Regions from separate parts of the Mus musculus genome. Here region 1 is linked to region 2. The links are chromatin contacts, called in public promoter capture Hi-C maps. All regions are on one chromosome and are shown on one strand. Each heading gives the region's core, a stretch centred on a gene start, on an enhancer-like site or on the middle of the called end of the contact. The rest is flanking DNA. Distances are from core to core; before and after follow the strand shown.

What was found. Promoter capture Hi-C pulls out the DNA fragments that hold promoters and counts their contacts.
Region 1: a contact with region 2 is called in a promoter capture Hi-C map of hippocampal neurons, with 2.8 times the contacts expected there. The contact joins two enhancer-like sites. A contact is called at or near these places in 1 of 39 promoter capture datasets (hippocampal neurons) and 2 of 115 datasets of contacts at active chromatin or transcription factors (bone marrow-derived macrophages and embryonic basal ganglia).

What each region holds. Positions count from the first base shown.
Region 1 is chr8:34,683,627-34,688,042 of GRCm38.p6, forward strand. No RefSeq gene overlaps it. Among named protein-coding and RNA genes, the nearest start is that of Gm46069, 4.1 kb to the right of the region's middle. Within about 2 kb of position 2,710, at least 8 of the 459 cell types and tissues checked have an H3K27ac peak or open chromatin away from gene starts, as enhancers often do. A contact at or near this core is called in hippocampal neurons, where this site is marked.
Region 2 is chr8:34,288,668-34,292,957 of GRCm38.p6, forward strand. No RefSeq gene overlaps it. Among named protein-coding and RNA genes, the nearest start is that of Gm29243, 74 kb to the left of the region's middle. Within about 2 kb of position 2,139, at least 2 of the 459 cell types and tissues checked have an H3K27ac peak or open chromatin away from gene starts, as enhancers often do. A contact at or near this core is called in hippocampal neurons, where this site is marked.

The DNA.
Region 1 (4,416 bases), core at 1,460-3,959, 400 kb after region 2:
TATGTACATATATATATGCTTATATCTGTGTTTATATGTGTTATATATAAGCTTTATATATATATATATATATATATATATATATGTTATATATACATATACATGCATATATACACAATACATACAAACACACACACACATATATATGTATACACATTAAGTAGACGTGAAGTCTTGGGCCTGCTAGGTTGTAATAGTACACAAGAGGCATCCACAAAATAGTTTGAGGGGATAGCAGTATATCTGTGCACAGTGACTGAAATCTATGGAGTCTTAGGCACCCACTCTGTCTCCTCTCATTTCATCCTCCTGGCCACCTTTCAAGAAAGCTTGCGCCAGGCAGTGGTGGTGCACACCTTTAATCCCAGCAGTCAGTGAGAGACAGAGGCAGGTGGATCTCTGAGTGTGAAGCCAGCCTGGTCAACAGAAGGAGTTCCAGGATAGCCAGGGCTACACAGAGAAACCCTGTCTTAAAAAGACAACAAAAGCAAGAGGGGGGGGGTTGCATCCTGTTCTAATTCAGTTTTCTACTGATGTGAAAAAGACTATAACTATAAACAACTTGAGGAGGAAAGGATTTACCCAGAAACATCTGCCTGGGGGTGGTGCCCAGGGCTGGGCCCTCCCACATCAACCATCAATCAAGAAAATGCCCCACAGGCCAATCTGATAGATACATTTTTTTTCCAGCTGAGGTTCCCTCTTCCCAGATGACCCAAGCGTCTGTCAAGGTGACAAGAAACAAAGCAGCACATGGGCATGACCCTCTGTGAGGTAGCCAGGGCCCAGAGCCGGGATGGAACCTGTAAGTCCTGTTTCCTCATGTTATCTGGCCATCACCCACTGCTGAGACTTTGCCTTTAGACCCTCACTCTAGGATGTCATAGCCATGTCTGTAGACAGGGACAGCAAAGGGCTCCTGCATCGTGGGTTTCCCGAGTGCTTCCTCACTGCAAACCACACCGTTCCCTTTGCTCTGTGGCATTCCAGCCCAAACAGCTTCAAGTCTTCCTTTTCCTAAAATGCATTTTCCTAATGTCCTTCCCTCCTTCCCTAATACTTAAACACTCCTGTTCTCAGTCACAGCAGCCCAAACCACTGGTCACGCAGCCATCAGGAAAAGCCCCCAATTATTCATGCCCTGTCTTTCTTCTTGTTCGTTCAAGTACATTTTTAATTTTTTTTCATCCAAAGTGTTCTCATGGGAAGGTTCTTTTACCCCAGACACCCACCCACTCCCCTCCTACCCTTCCCCATCTGGTCAACTCCTCTCATCATCGAAAACTGCCATCTGTCAAAACGGCTGTGTTATAAGTAATACACAAATCACTGTGGGGCGCTGAGATACTTGACTAATACCAGGTAGCAGCTTCTCCTGAATAAAATGGAAAGAAATGGCCTAACGTTACACTTCAGGAATGTAAATTCAACGGAAATGGGAAAATGCTAATTGCCAGTGGAGAAGGTTTCTTCTTCCCCAAAGGAAGCTACATACTGTCTGTCAAAGAAAAAGAACAGGTCTCCTTGAGCCTCTCAGCCTTCCCAGTTCCCTAGGTGCCCAGGTGCGCAACACCTCCAGTGTGAGGGTTTGAAAGGTGAACCGCTGTCTTTACAGGTGTGCTGGAGAAAGCCCTGGGTTCAGGAGAGCAATTAGAAGGAATGGTGGAGCAGAGCCAAGGCCAGATGAAGAGAGAGCTGCTGGCTCCCCTGTAGAAGCACATGGGTAAGGGCGGAAAGCATCCTTAAGAGCAGGGGAGAGGAGAGACAGCGGGTGGTCTAATGATGCCTCGGCATGCAGAGCGGAGGATACAGTTTTTTCAAAGAAGCTCACTTTGGTTAAACTGAAGGTATTTTATACTTTTTGCTTGAAAAGACTGTGGCACTTGGTACTGTTCCCAAGGGTAAAACTCTCTTGGTCCCAACTTTAAAGGCTTGGGGGAGGAATCAGTGGGAAAATTGGGCAAAAAAAGAAAGACAGGGGTTAGGGGGAGCAAACAAATAGTACCTCAAAACAGAACTAGTAGGGGTATAAGACCTTTACGAGCTCTGAAGCACCCAACTACGTGGAAGATCTTCCCTATGCCAAGAAGGAAAGAACATCACTCATTAGCAGCTTAGCAACTGGGATGTTGGAGGTATGACTTAGAGCTCCAAAAAGGGCAATCCTGAAAGAATTACATGTCCATGTGACAGTTGTGGAAATGAAGACATCACAGCCAAGAAAGCAGGGTAGTAGAGCCAGGTCAAAACTCATCTCTACTCCAAAGCCTGTGTTCTACCAAACCCTGGTATTGCTGAAGCCATTTTTCCATGATTCATGGTTAGGAAACTCAGACGTTTCAGCATTCTAAATCCTCAGAGTAAACCGCTCAGAGGCCAGCCCAAATGGAGGGGACTCTTCACCAGTTGCATTGAAGGTTTCTGACGGGACTTGTAAACGATAACCACTGTTAGCAGTCCGGGCTACACATCCCAAAAGGATGACCCTTCTCGACACCGCCCAGACTGATCTGAAACCCCTGGGCTGCAAAGATCCTTCTTGCTCAGCCTGCCTAACATCCATGTCCACAGGCAGCCTGGGCCAGTGCACTGACCTCCTGGGATGATCTAATTCTTCAACTAAACGCCCTACTCCCTCCTGGGTCTTCTGTTCCCTAGGTCTCAGAAACCTGTACTTCTAAACCTTGCTCAGCTGATTCTTGATCTGCTACCAGAGCTGGTACCCACACAGACATGAGATAAAAACAGACTTCAGATTTCCTTTCTGCTCTGTCACTTGCGAACGCAATCACAATGCAATCAAACAGAGCCACAAATCCCCCATCCAGAAACACTTCCAAAGCAACACAAAGCAATCACGGAATAGTTTGCTAAAATGAAGGCCAACGCTAAGCATAAACTGGGGCAGGAAAACCGCCAGATGTGAATATATTAAGCTTTATTTTAGGGGATCGCAATTGGAAATTGTTTTAACCATAGTGTGTGGGCGTTGTGAGGTGACAGATGGCGAACAACAAGCGAGTGGCATTGAAGAGGAAAGTGCTGGGTTTAGCAGGTCTACCTTAATCCAGCCCTACCTCTCTCTGGCCACTGTTGTGGGGAGCAGTGTATTGTTTCCTTGGTTCGCCTGCTCTCTGGCTACACCAGATTCACTCTCATTTTAATCCAGGCTTGATCCTTTAAAACAAATCAGGTCTCAGATGTTACTATTTCGAACTGTAACAGTAATATCTCAAATGTATCCTGCATCTGCCCCTCCACCCCCCACCTACAGAAACTCATCAGCACCCCTGTCACCAGTCTTGGAAAAGCCCTGAGGGTTTATTTTCATTTTGTAGTACAGGGGATGGGTCCTAGCATCCAACAAGTTAAGCACGTGTTTGATCTCATGCCTGACCCATCACTGAGTTTTAAGCCTACTTTCACAGATTCTTTGAGGAGTGCAGAAACCTTGTCCATAGCAATAAACTGATCTATACCCTATACGTGGCTCATATGGTCTTTCTTTATGGGAACTCCAGACAGCGTTTCAATGGCAGCAATCTGCAAAATGGACCACAGCATCTTCTTGCAACTAAGTCTAAACTCTGGGCTCCCCAGAGTCAATTCTACAGGACTTTAAAAAAAAGATTTATTTATTTTATTTATATGAGTACACTGTAGCTGTCCTTAGACCCACCAGAAGGCATCAGATCCCTTAACTGCTGAGCCATCTCTCCAGCCCCTAAAGGACTTTTGATGTCCTTCTGCTGGGTTGCTCAAACTGTGAGATAGCTAGCTGACTCGTACCTTGAATCCCCACCCTTGAATGAACAGGCAAGAGGATTTTGAGGCCAACCTGGGCTACACAGGACCTTGTTTTAAAGGTCAAAGCAAACATTTGAGATACACAATTTGGGACGCAGGAAAGCATCCAATCCTATGATCAAGATTTGACTGTAAGCATGGAGGGTCATGCACACTCCAGTGATGCGATTCTTAAGCATTCCTGGTATATTCTCGGACAGCACATACCTACTATATTTATAGAGCTGGGCTGTCCATTTAGCTTCCTGGGCCAAAGCTAAGATGAAAACATTACTGTCTGCCAATCATTGTTCAAACACTTCCCTTGCCCTTACCAGGTCAATCAGATTCAACCAACATGAGCATCCTCACTCTATTTGCCTACAAAGTGTGCCCATTTTCTCCTTATCCTGTAGTAAGCATGACTGAGCATCTCCATGGAGTATCGCGTAAACCTGTGAACCAACCCTGTCAGTGGTTGCTGATACTCCCTAATCTAGGCACACCTACCTTCTACCACCTTGCCTGGAGCATCTCTTGTCTCCCAGGAGTCTAAGAGTGCATTTAATTCTGAGGTACCGTCGTGAACCATGAACCTGTCACCTGGGTGGTGCTGCCTACAGATGGCTT
Region 2 (4,290 bases), core at 889-3,388:
GAAGCAAGTTGGGGAGGAAAGGGTTTATTCAGCTTACACTTCCCACATTGCTGTTCATCACTAAAGGAAGTCAGGACTGGAACTCAAGCAGGTCAGGGAGCAGGAGCTGATGCAGAGGCCATGGAGGGATGTTCTTTACTGGCTTGCTTTCCCTGGCTTCTTGCTCAGCCTGCTCTCTTATAGAACCAAGACTACCAGCCCAGAGATGGTCCCACCCACAAGGGGCCTTTCCTCCTTGATCACTAATTGAGAAAATGCCTTACAATTGGATCTCATGGAAGCATTTCCTCAACTGAAGCTCCTTTCTCTGTGATAACGCCAGCTGTGTCAAGTTGACACAAAACTAGCCAGTACACAATATATTTGTTTTTGTTTGACATTTCATTTTCTTTCAGGCACTATTTCAGCATAGAATAGAGAAGAAAAGAGAGAGAAGGAAAGAACTAGAGAGAACAAATGAGAGATATAGATAGATAGACAGATTGATTGATTGATTGATTTGGACCTATGCATTCTTCAGCCACTGAACAACAAGAAGTTGCTTAATGATTTTTTTTTCTGTCCCTCGTTCAGAGGTGTCCTTGCACAGGGACTCCAGAGACTGGAATGGTGAGGCCTTTGTGGGTGCTGACACTGCTGGCTCAGAAACAAGAGCAGGTTTTGGGCAAAGGCCGAGAGGCTAATGATCTAATAATATTACATATCCCAGGTGAATGACATGGAGCCAACTGTCAGACTTCCTGGCGTCTCCAGTGTAAGATACTATCTTTGTGTGGTACTGTCATTCACCAAGGCTCTTCTCATTATACAAATCCACCATTACCATTTTTCTTTCTGCTCTCAAAATATTGTCAGTGACTAGGTCTTTGTCGACAACCTTCTGATGTCAACTCATCTCTCAGGGGAGGAGTCAGAAGAACTCTTAACGTGGTGACACAGGCAAGGAAACATCTAATGCAGGGACAAACAGCTGAATTCATGACAGACACATATAAGAACATATTCCAATGTTCTTTTTGTGGATTGCATCAAGGCCGTGCTATGTGCTTGTAAATGAGTGGGTAATGAGATGCTTTGATAGGAAGCAGGGCAGTAAGAGACATTGGCATTGACTCAGGCTGGGGCAAAAGAGCAAGAACAAGGATAGAAACATATATCATATATGCGATCAGTATTTCTAAAAAGTTAAGAATTCCTAAAGTAGGAAAATAATGAAGATGCATTCAGTTGATCGATGTCGGCACACTTGCGAGGTAAACTGAGGCTTGACTCAGTCAGCTGCACAGACCATGAGGTCATCATGAGGCAGCCGGATGGTGGAGGCTGAGGGCATGAGGCAGCCAGATAGTGGAGGCTGAGGGAGATGGTGAACATGGCGGCGAACTGCCTAGCCTTGATACAGCGATCACTTGCTTTCCATGCGCCATCGAGGTTTTGGTTGTACTCAGAGTGTTTTCCTGGTGTGAGTAACTGCCTCACCCGGGAAAGCTTTGATTCCTGTTTCCTTGCACCAAATAAATCCCAGAAGGATCAAATGTTTCAATGTAAAAAAATGTGGATCTATAAAAGCATGAGAGCAAAACTCTCAGGAACTAAGAAAAATCTTAGAACCAGGTACAGCTCTGTAGAGCACAGAGTGAGAATTAGAACAGTAAAGGGAAGGAGAGCAGGTTTGCTTACAGCCAAAAAAAAAAAAAAAAAAAAAAAAATGCTTGAAACCAGAGGTAAGATGGTCCGGGAAGAAAATATGGCAACATTTGTAACAAGGCCAGGTAAAGAGGGGACAGAGAGGGAGGCCACTTAAAGAAAGGACAGAGAAGGAGGCCATGTATAGAAAGCATGTTTTGTTCATAAACAAGGATCATGCTCACTGATAGTTAAAGAAAATTCAGGGACTCACTTATTTTGACTCCCATGGGATTGGCAAAGATTAAAATTTGATGATTTCTACCCCCTCCCACCCCCCATCCCCGGTCCACATTTGGCTAAGATCCTTACCAATACCCTGTGCACTGTTTCTCCTGGGAGGACACAAAGGCATGAGCATTTAAAATTAATTTGGCAAAGTATGGCACAACACAATTAATGTTGTAACGATTTAAAATGTTCGATTCTTTGACTCACCATTTCTGCTTTTCTAAATTTATTTTGTAGACAAATGTGCACACATTTCCAAAGCCAGATGTACAGGCTGTTCCCGGCTGCTTCCTAATAGCAAGAAGAACAATAAGGAGACATTACAGAAGCCTAAATGTCCACCCACAGGAAGCATTTATCAAGGAATGTTAGTATACATGCATACATACACACACACACACACACACACACACACACACACACACACACACACACGGAGAGGGAGGGAGGGAGGGAGGAAGGGAGGGAGAGAGAGAGAGAGAGAGAGAGAGAGGTTCACATACTAAACTAGAAAACAAGTTGCAACATAGTAAGTATTTGTGTTAGATTGAGGTCCATGATATTTGAAGTAGACTCTTCAGTAATTACTCTGTTGGTACAATAGGTTGTAGGTTGAGACAGATAGATTACTGCATTTATAGACTTTTAACATTAGAGAATGAAATTAATAATTTATAGACTTTTAACATTAGAGAATGAAATTAATAAACTATTTTAAGAGACATCCATATGTATATGTATATGTATATGTATATGTATATGTATATGTATATGTATATGTATATGTATATGTATATGTATATGTATATGTATATGTATATGTATATGTATATGTATATGATATATATGTATATGATATATATGTATATGATGTATATGTATATTCTTCTTTAGTCAACTTGATACAAGCTAGTGTTATCAAGGAGGAGGAACCTCAGTGAGGAAATGCCTCTATGAAGTTGCCTATAGGCAAGTCTGCAGGGGATTTTTTTTTTTTTAATTAGTAATTGATGTGGGAGGCTGCAGATCACTGTGGATGGTGGCGCCCCGGATGGGTAGTCCTAGGGCATGTAAGAAGCCAAACCAAACTCGCCTAGGATGAGCAAGCCTAAGCAGTAAGCAACCAGTAAGGAACATTTCTTCTGGCTTTTGCTTCACTTCCTGCCTGCTGGTCCTACCCTGACTTCCCTTCAGGAAGACTACAGCTGTAAAATGAAATAAACCCATTCCTCCCCAAGTTGCTTTTGATCATGATCTCTTGTTTGTTTTTGTTCTTTTTGGGACAGGGTTTCCCTGTGTAGCCCTGGCTGTTCTGAAACTTGTTCTGCAGATCAGGCTGACCTGGAATTCCGAGATCTGCCTGCCTCTGCCTTCTGAGTGTTGGGATCAAAGGCGTGCGCCCAGTATTGATCATGACCTTTACCATAGCCATGGAAATCTAAGATAACCTAACCTACCATGAAAAAAAGAGAGAATTTTTTGCCCCATGTATTAGATACCCCCATTTGTATGAGGTGGAGAAATTGAGGGGTACTATACATAAAGGTAAGGCTGCTGGCGTTGGGAACGTCCTTAGTTCTACCTTTGACAGGGTCTCACCATGTAGCCCAGACTGGCTTTGAACTTTCAATACTCCTGCATCAGTCAGCCTTCCCAAGGGCAGGGATTATAAGTGTACATCACCACATATTGGTCACCTTTTCTGTTGATCTTGCTTTGGGGAGAGGAAATGGTGTCTTTGTTTGCTACCATTTGGGCTTTGGTAAAATCCTAACTCTATTTATAAGCTGTGTCATCCAGAAATATTTTCTAACCTTTTGGGGCTTGTAATAAGGAAACAAATAACTGAGGCCACTCAAAAAGTGCATATAAACAGATAGAAAAAAAGACAGCCATTCCACTGTATCTCAAAGGCAGTGGGCCATAACGGAACCACTGGTAAAATAGAACTAGAGGCCCAATGTTATCAAGCCAGGTACTCTGTTTTTTGTTTTTTGTTTTTTAAAGATTTATTTATTTATTTAATGTATGTAAATACACTGTTCCTGTCTTCAGACAAACCAGAAGAGGGCATCGGATCCCATTACAGATGGTTGTGAGCCACTATGTGGTTGCTGGGAATTGAACTCAGGACCTCTGGAAGAGCAGTCAGTGCTCTTAACCACTGAGCCATTTCTCTGGCCCAGCCAGGTATTCTGTATAGTATGTTACTAAATGCTCTCCTTTGGGCTCTCTTGCTGCCTACCCTCAGCCCTATGCATTGTGGGAAGACAGACAAGCAAGCAAACAGTGTGGAAAACAGCTAGCCATCTTGCATCTCTCCTCAGTTTGTCTTTCTGTGACTTTCTAGACAAAGTTTTGTTTTTTTTTTCT